2 separate regions of the Mus musculus genome follow, and region 2 is linked to region 1. A link is a contact called in public promoter capture Hi-C data. All regions are on one chromosome and are shown on one strand. The core of a region is the stretch at or near the end of the contact, and the rest is flanking DNA. Distances in the headings are between cores, read along the strand shown. Region 1 holds the start of Fam221a (family with sequence similarity 221, member A). Region 2 holds the start of Hoxa4 (homeobox A4).

Region 1 (4,797 bases), core at 457-2,956:
AGAAGTTTAACACTAAGAACATCCCTTACTTATCCAGGCATTTGGAAGCAGAGGCAGGAGAAGCCCAAGTGTGAAAACAGACTTGACCGCATGGTGAGTTCTAAATTAGCCAGGATCATATAGCGGGTGAGACCTCTCAAAACCATCCCACCCTGACCAGGCCAGGGATACGGCTCAGTTGGCAGAGCCCTGAAGTAGAAACACACTGTTGGAAAACAGCCACAGCTGACCTGCTGCATTCGAGTTGCTGTGAACCTTGAATCTCTAAAAATCCAATTATCTGTTAAACAAGAAGATTAAAGGATGAGAAATTTGGTCCATAGAGAGCTACAATGTTTGAGAATTCTTTTCTCCTGAGTAACGGTTAATTTCTTACTCCTTTTCAGCTTGCCAGAACAACTTATAGCTAAATTACTAACGGATGATAATTCCATTTTTATATAAAATGCGTGGAGATTCTTTTTAAATGTTGAAACAGACTTATCTTGGAGTCAGGTGTATAGTTTGGCAGTACAGAGCTTACCTAGCAGCTCAAAGGCTTTGTGCTCCTACCCGGAAGGCAAGAACTTGGCTGAATTGTTTCTGCTTGTTCTTCCTTAACCTGTTATTTTCTTTGGAGAACATTTTTTTTTCCTTGTCACTTGCACTGGTACTCAGGATTGCTGGTTTTATATTTTATTATTTTCCAGTGGCATCGAGACTTGAACCCAGGGTCTCAGTATGCTAAACTCATGCTGTCCAACTAAGCTTCTATGCTCAGTTCTCAGCCTCAACCGTAATACTGAAAACATGGACGTTGACACCCCTCCCCCACACTTCAGAGATGTACTGATTCGAAGTGTGTGATTGTGAATGGGTGCGTGCAGCAGTGTAAACAAGCTCTGAGGCCAGTGGGCAAGAGGAAAGGGTTGGGTGTCTTCCTCTATCATGCTCCATTTAATCCTTTCATGTAGTCTCTCCCTGAACCCAGGGTTGGGATTTTCTTGTCTAGGCTGAAAGCCAGCAAACCTCATTGATTTTTCTGTCTCCACCTACCTTGAAACTGGGGTATTAAGAGTCTGAGATGCCTGGTTCTTTATGTGGGTGCTGGGATCTGAACTCTGGTACTTATGATCGCACAGCAAGCACTCTTAGCTACCGCTCCAAGTGGCCAATTCTCCAAGACTACGTACATTTCGAGAGATTGATTAAATGGGAAGAGGTATATAAACCCTGTTTTGAGAACCCATTGTATCCTGGCACTGCACTTATTCTTAAGGAGACTCTGGGAATGAAGCAGTGAAGAGCACGAAGTTTGAAGTGGGCAAACAGCATCTGTTTTGCAGCCTTGGGCTATGCAGGAGAAGCCAATTTGTAGGGCTCAGGTAGCGGTAGGGTGGCGAAGCTCAAGCTAAATTAAGCTCAAGGACCCTTAGAGGATCGCCAGGTAGACTGTGGGCCACGGAAGCAATCACGAGGGTTGGTGGAGACGTTTGGCCTGGAGCAGCAAGAGGGGCGGGGCAAAGCGGGGCTTGGCCAAGGGGCGTGGCACAAGGAAGAAGAGGGGCGCTAGGACAGGCCGGATGCTAGGGTAGAGCGGGAGCTGGGGAGAGGTAAGGATGAGGGCGGAGCTAAGTGGGGCGGAGCCCAGAGGAGGGGGAAGATTGATTGGGGAGGAGCTGCGGGGAGAGGACGGGAGCTGAGGGGGACAAGGGCGGGACTAAGCGGGTGAAACAGAGGGGCGGGGCCCAGGACGGGGCGGGGCTAAGGGGGCGGGACCGGGCAGTTTCTGGCGGCAAGGCTGTTTGTTACTCGCGCAGGTCTGGTGGATCCTGCCTGGCAGCTGCAGGGCGGACTCAAGAGCTCGAGGCAAGGGCTCCTTTCGCTTCCCGCGGCCATGGAGCGGCTGACGTTGCCTCCTGGTGGTGCGGAGGCAGTGGACGAGTACTTGGAGTACCGGAGGTGAGGCCTTAACTCTGCTCCGCGGGGCGGGCTCCTGTTCACGGACTCTTGTCCGTCCGAGCACGGTGGGACGAACCCGGACCCAGCGGACGAACGTACTAGCGCTCTGGGAGTCTGTTCGGGAGGCCTGGATTAATTTCACATTTCATCCTCTGTAATTAAATTTGCAGACACACAATTCTATTCTATAATGAATCTCTTCGGAGACCACTTGAGAGTCTCCTTTGCCAAAAGGGATGATTAACTACTTTTAAAATGGATCCCTTTTTGTTTCTCTTAGTGACAATTGATTTACATATTGGGTCTATAAAAGTTAGTAGATGTCAGTTTATACATCAATTCAGTGCTCTCCCAAACCAAGGGAGATGGTTTTTGGACTTAGCTTCCGAGACTCCTCTCTGGAAGCAGGGAACACAGCTGCTTGCTCCTTTGGCTCCACACACATCTGCCCCCAATTCCCATAGCCTAGGAGGGGTTTCTTCTTGACAGCTGGGAAACTGGGAGAATAGAGGTTACAGACGACTTGGAGAATGTGTGTGCACAAAGGAAAAGCCAGATGTATAGAGCTTCCCCCAAGTCATTCGTGGGGTGTCCAGGCAGTTGGGTTTCCCAGCATATTGCCCCAATAGTGTAGTTTTGGGTAATGCTTAGAACTTTCTGAAGATTCTGAACAGGAAATGTGAGATGGAACAGCTTGATCAGTCTGTCTTAGTTAGGTTTCTATTGCTCTATTGAAACACTGATCAAAAGCAACTTAGGAGGAAAGGGTTTATTTCAGTGTATAGCTTGTAGGCCATGATCCAGGGAGGCCAGGCCAGGGGCTAATGCAGTGCCCCTGGAGGGTGCTGCTCATTGCTTTGCTGTTCATGGCTTGCTCGGCCTGTTTGCTAATAGCATAGTAATAGTGAGCTGGGCCCTCCTACATCAATCAGAGGTCCTGCCACAGGCTTGCCCACAGGCCAGTCTAGTGTGTATGTGTGTCATTTTTTCTCAGTTGAAATTTTCTTATTTTTTTAAAAATTCTTTTTAAAAAGGAATTATTTATTTTTTGTATATGAGTACACTGTACCTGTCTTCAGACACACCAGCAGAGGGCATCAGATCCCATTACAGATGGTTGTGAGCCACCATGTGGTTGCTGGGAATTGAACTCAGGACCTCTAGAAGACCAGTCAGTGCTCTTAATGACTGAACCAACTCTCCAGCCCTCATTTGAGATTTTCTATTTCTGTATGACTCTAGCTTGGGTCAAGTTGACATAAAACTAGGCAGTAGCACCCAGTCTTCATGGTAGGTTCACCGCATGCTCACCCTCTTACAGAGCACGGCTGGCTTCTTTAGTTTTGCTTTCTGGCTTTTCACTTGTCTCTTGTCCAGAAAATGGTAGGGACAGGCTCATGGAAAATTATTTTTTGCAATCGTAAATATTATGGAACATTTCCCTTTAGGAGAGATTATTGCATCAATAAGATCTGAGAAACATGAAGACTCGGCCTTCCAGATATCAAAGGGTTATTTGGGGAAGGCATTCCAAAATGATCCCTATCAGAAACCAACTTTCCTATTGTCAGGGGCCAGGCCTGTAATCTCAGCCCTGAGGAGATGTCTAGGAGGGTAGTGAGTTCAAGATCAGTCCAAACCACCTGGTGAGAACCTGCTGAAAAACTAAAGGCGAGGCTGTAGCTCAGTGGTAGAGCATCGCCTGGCAAGTGCAAGGCCCTGGGTTCTGCAAAAAGAAAGGCCAAACAAAACACGTTGCCATTTTTCTTTAATTTTTGACTTGCCTTTGGTGGGAGGCATCTGGGAGAGAGTTTAGTCTTTTTCCTCACAGTGTCAAAAGATGGGGCACCTGGGGGCTTACTAGAAGATCAGGGTGTTAGACTTACCCAGGCTCAGTAACTCAGTCCAGCAGGTGAACAAATGCCCTGGACACAGTGGACGTACAATAAAGTTTGAGCTGTTTTGGTTTGGAATTTAGATACCAACACTTTCTTACTTAAAAGATTTGCATTTATCCTACACTCTTTCTGTATCTGCTGCTGTTCTTTGACGGCTATAATAAAACTTTATCTCAGAATAAGTCATAAAAACACTATTGTGTGTCTAGAGTACTTAAGCAGAGGTGAGAACAAGAAAGGGCAGGCATTAGGGGAGAGGAAGGACTGAATGCAGGCTACAGGCACAGGTAGGAAAGAGGAGAGAAAGCTCTGTCTGCATTCTTTCGTTTTCTTGGAGGATGAGTGTGTAAACATTTATTAAATTGTTTAAGTGCAGAGTCCAGTGGGAAGCTCCACAGCTTCAGAATTCTAACTTTGTAGAAGTCCTCTGAGATGTATAGACTTTGGGGCTGAGTAATCTTTGTAGGTGGCTTTTATTGTATTTCTAGGGTTTTAAAAGTTTATTTAAAACAACAAGGGAGAAAATTTTGCTGATTGTATAGCTTATGAATTGGGCTTCTGTTTTCTTTTTTCTTTTTGTAGTTCCTCTGAATTTTCTTTTTTTAAATTAATTAACTAATTAATTAATTTTTAATATTTTTATTAGGTATTTTCCTCATTTATATTTCCAATGCTATCCCAAAAGTCCCCCATACCCTCCCCCCCTACCCACCCACTCCCACTTTTTGGCCCTGGCATTCCCCTGTATTGGGGCATATAAAGTTTGCAAGTCCAATGGGCCTCTCTTGGGCTTCTGTTTTCTTTTTTTTTTTCTTTTTTTTTAAAAATGTTTTATTATTATTATTATTATTTATTTATTATATGTAAGTACACTGTAGCTGTCTTCAGACACTCCAGAAGAGGGAGTCAGATCTCATTACAGATGGTTGTGAGCCACTATGTGGTTGCTGGGATTTGA
Region 2 (4,303 bases), core at 1,201-3,700, 2.8 Mb after region 1:
AGGGAATGCCTGTTTCCAAGTGTGCTCAGAGTTCAGCCTACAGAACAGCTGCAGAAGCTCCAGGCCTCTGCTCTGCAAGGTCTCACCTTTCACTGCAGGGACACACACGGTTCTATGCCTTACAGAGACTTGAAGCCTGAAAGCCTGGCCAAGTTTGGGAAGAAGAGGAGCCCTCTCAGGGCTCAAGAGCCTTCCCGCTTTTTGGAACACTTCCACAGTGGGTCAAGCTTGGCAAGAATTCAGACCAAGTTAAACACACACACACACACACACACACACATTGTGAGTGTGCTTAGAATGTGACCCCAGCTCACCCTGTCTACAAGGCTTCTGCGCACTAGGTCAAGTATCTCAACCAAGAGGAGGCTTGGGGTAGTTTGGTTTGGTTTGGTTTTTAAGCTTAGAACACACACAAATCTGTCTCTTAGGTTTTTAATGTCTTATAAACTGAAGTTTATTCTTAGCACATTCCTCTTTATACAACCATATCTCTCTGTACAGTTGTAAGTGAGTCTAAATGCATTTCCCTCTCCCCAACGCTGTGCCCCAGTATAAGACAACAATATCTCTCTAACAGTATCTTAAATAAATGCAAGGAGAGGAAACTACATGCCACACCTACCATCAAGGTCTACACACTTTGAAAATTAAATAATCTGGTGAGGTCCACAAAGTCTACTCAGTAAAGCTCATGTGAGCTGCCTTAACGCAGAAGAGGAAGGAAGGTTAGAAAGCTGGGAAGCTGGGAACCGGCCTGCTTCTTCTGCATACAAGTACATGTCCCCAGTCAGCACGTGCTGTCTGGCTGACTCAAAGGTAGTCGATGGCCAGTGCTTTCTTACAGGTGTCCAATCCTGGCAAAGTTGTCCAGGTCAGCAGGTTGTTCCACTAAGCAGTAACGAGGACGAGGACAGACGTCCTCTTGGAGGGGTCACACCAACCAGGGATAATGTCTTCTTTTTGGTTATGGTTTCCAGCAAGTTGGATTTTGTTTTGGTGTCTCGGGTTTACTTAGGGAAGAGCAGATGAGGACAGGAGCAGGAGATGAGTAGGGCACATAAGTGAGAGAAACTGATCCAGGTCTCTAGATTATATGGAGGAGGGAATGGGTGTGGAAGCACCAGGGAGAGGGTGGGGATGGGGGTGTGGGCTGTGAGTTTGTGCTTTCCCAGGCGGGCCGGCAGGGGCCGAGGCAGTGTTGGAAGATCGCATCTTGGTGTTGGGAAGTTTGTGGTCTTTCTTCCACTTCATTCTCCGGTTCTGAAACCAGATCTTGACCTGGCGCTCCGACAAGCAGAGCGTGTGGGCGATCTCGATGCGGCGCCGCCGGGTCAGGTAGCGGTTAAAGTGGAATTCCTTCTCCAGTTCCAAGACTTGCTGCCGGGTATAGGCGGTTCGAGAGCGCTTAGGTTCGCCTCCGTTATAACTGGAGTTGACTGAACACCAGAACCCCGAAAGAGAAGGCCAAAGAGGAAGAAGTAGAAGAGGAGGAGGGGAGGAGAGAGGAGATAGGGTGGGGAAGAGCAATCGGACATCATCATTATATAATAACCTGACACCAAGTTCACACAAGATACATAAAAAGGCAAAGAAAATGTTTCACAGGCTATTGACAACGGGAAACACCCGAGAGCCATAAAGAATGGTGCTGGGCTTTGGGGCTGAAGAAAAGCTTCAAAGACACATGGCCGGGAGCCTCTGCCAGGGCAATTAAATTTATGGGGGCTATAATTACTGCCCTAACAGTTTGGCGTCTCGTAAATCTCAGGATAAAGGGACCCTGGGTACAAAAGGGTTCTCACGTTAGGACCAGGCTGCGGGCGGCGCGCACACACCCACAGCCAAAGCGCCGGCCAGATGGGGGTCCCCTCCCGCGCCCTGCCCCGCGCCCCCACGCCCGCTGCCCTCCCGGCGGCGCCACATACCGGCGCTCACGTGGATCTTCTTCATCCAGGGGTACACCACCGGCTCCTTGCCCTTCGGGCCCGCCGGGCCCTGGTCCGCCAGCAGCAGCGGGCACGCGGGGGCGCTGCCCCCCGTCGCGACAGCCGGGGTGGTGGGGCCGGGAGCGCAGTGCCGAGGGGGCGCGGGGGGCTGCGGGGCCGGGCTGGGGTGCGCGCCGGGGGCCGGGGACTGCTCGGGTCGCGCGGGGCTGGCCCCGCGGCAGGCGTAGGGACAGGCGGCGGCGGGCGCGGGGTACAGGCCCCCGGGGTAGCTGGGCTCGCGCGCCCGCGGCGCGTAGTAAGCGGGGGGCTGGCGGGCCGCGTGCGGGTTCGGGGCCGGCAGGTGCGGGGCGCTCTGGGGCCGCGGGTAGCCGGGACCCCCGCCCACGGCGCCGTCCCCACCGCCCGGGCCACCGTGCGGGGCGAACTCCTCGAAAGGAGGGAACTTGGGCTCGATGTAGTTGGAGTTTATCAAAAACGAGCTCATGGTCATTAATTTGTGAAGTGCAAAAATACTAATTTTTCTCGCGGTGTCGTTTTTCTGCGCTCGCCGAGGCCCCTCCCCCTCTCGCCGCGCTTCCCATCCCCCCCCCCCCCCCCCCCCGGCCCCGGCGCCCGCCCCTCCCCCCGCTGTCAAACGACTGCCCCTCCCCCTCCCGCCGTCGCCGCCGCCGAAGTCCGCGCCGCTCCTCCCCCGCCCGCGCGCGCTCCCCGTGGCCCTGCGCGCCCCGCCCCCGCGCCCCACGTGCTGCGATCCGGCCAATGGGAAATCCGCGCGCGCGGACCCGGATCAGGAAACGCGCGGGGGATGCGTGATGGATGCTGCTAGCCTTCAGGGTGGGAGAAGCGAGCTTGGGTTCCTCGGGCCCCCCAACTTGGGTTCCGGCTGAGAAGTTGGGGCCTGTTAGACTGCGGGTCCTTTCGAGCCCTGTTCCTGCCCACGTCTGTCCTAGGCCTCTGGGCAGCTGGTCGCCACGACTCAGCGCCGATCTCCAGTCCAACCAGGCTTCGGGTGGTCCTCCGAGGGTTCGAGGCCCTCCAGGAGAGGGAAGGGCACTGGGACCAAGAGGCAGACCCTGGCTTTTTATCCTAGCTCTGGAATAAAACGAAGGAGGCCTACGGACCCATTTTTCTCGCCCTTTGATTCTTTGTCCACGCCCTACACATCCACCCGGCTGTTAGGGAGTCCCTGCTTTGCGAAGCCAGGGCTGGAGCTGCACAGGGAGGATGGGTAGAAGGGCCGCTGAACAAGCGGGTCAAGGAAGTACAGCAAGCGAGGGCGATCCACTAAAACCTCGTGGATACTTATTTTTACTTTTTTTCTTTCAGACGCAGAATTTGTACATTATTTTTTCATTTAAAGACTTGGAACCTTCCTATATTGCAGTTGATGGAGGTGCTGAGGAGAGCTAAATGTGCCTCCTTTATTAGGCGCTATTGTGAGACCTCCACCCCAGAGTGGGAAGAGAGACGACGCCTGCACAAAACCCGGCTTCGAATCCAGTAACTTCGCGTTTCAGAACAATCACCAAACAAAAACAAGTTTGAGATACAATAAGACCCTGCCTGGTCTAATTGTCAATCGGTCTTTTCTAACTTTTCCCTCCCTTCTCCTTTTGGATGCTGTTTCCTCGTGCAGGATCTAAACCAAGGGCTATATTTACAGACCAGCCCGCGATTGCTGAAAAATTAGCATTTTAACGATATCAGTAGCTCTGGAAAGGAGAGAGAAGGGACTGTTGCCTGCCATTTGGTAATTGAAATTTGATGGGTAAACTAATTATGCCATTATTATTAACAAATAAATTACTTATTAATTCCACCTAATGTTGATCTTTGAAGTAAATACTGATGCCTCACTCGTACCTGGAATTGTGCTCTTTCTTTCTTCTGAATAGCAGACACGCCTAGATCCTTTGCATGATGGTAAAGCAGTGCAAACTATCACCGCCATTCTAAAAAATAACTCTCCTCTGGGTATGCAAAGCAGTTTCCGTTGGTGCACCTTGCTGATTTTTCAGAGAGCAGGATAGAACAACGGCCTTCTCAAACGCAGACCAGGAAAGTTATAACCCAAGCCTAGAGACACTTCAGAAAGAACATCCATTCTATCTTCATTCATATCTGTTACTCACTTGAGCTACTAAATACTGGGATATATCCTATTTGATAGATAGTCATTTAATGCTTAGACACATGAAGACTATTATTGAGACTAATCTTTAAAGTAATTTAGGGAAAGAGGTTAAAAAAAGGATCATGTTAGTTTCTTATTGAAATCATCCTGAAGTAGTACAAAGAGATTTTCCACACTGGGTGTCTGTGCTGGTAAAGAGAGCTGTCCACTGACAGGAAGCACC

Evidence for each region. Promoter capture Hi-C pulls out the DNA fragments that hold promoters and counts their contacts.
Region 2: a promoter capture Hi-C map of pre-B cells shows a contact between it and region 1, with 2.5 times the contacts expected there. The contact joins the promoter of Hoxa4 here to the promoter of Fam221a in region 1. A contact is called at or near these places in 3 of 39 promoter capture datasets (hippocampal neurons, liver and pre-B cells) and 1 of 9 other capture datasets (adipose tissue).

Annotation. Positions count from the first base shown.
Region 1 is chr6:49,366,033-49,370,829 of GRCm38.p6, forward strand. It overlaps Fam221a (family with sequence similarity 221, member A), which reads left to right and starts at 1,707. Exons shown (of 7, transcript NM_172727.3): 1 at 1,707-1,941. The coding sequence starts at 1,877.
Region 2 is chr6:52,189,253-52,193,555 of GRCm38.p6, forward strand. It overlaps Hoxa4 (homeobox A4), which reads right to left and starts at 2,451. Exons shown (of 2, transcript NM_008265.4): 1 at 1,926-2,451; 2 at 430-1,436. The coding sequence starts at 2,436. The coding sequence ends at 1,090. All of the region lies in intron 2 of Hoxa3 (homeobox A3), which reads right to left. It overlaps LOC115490409 (a long non-coding RNA gene), which reads left to right. Exons shown (of 2, transcript NR_168044.1): 2 at 3,273-3,808.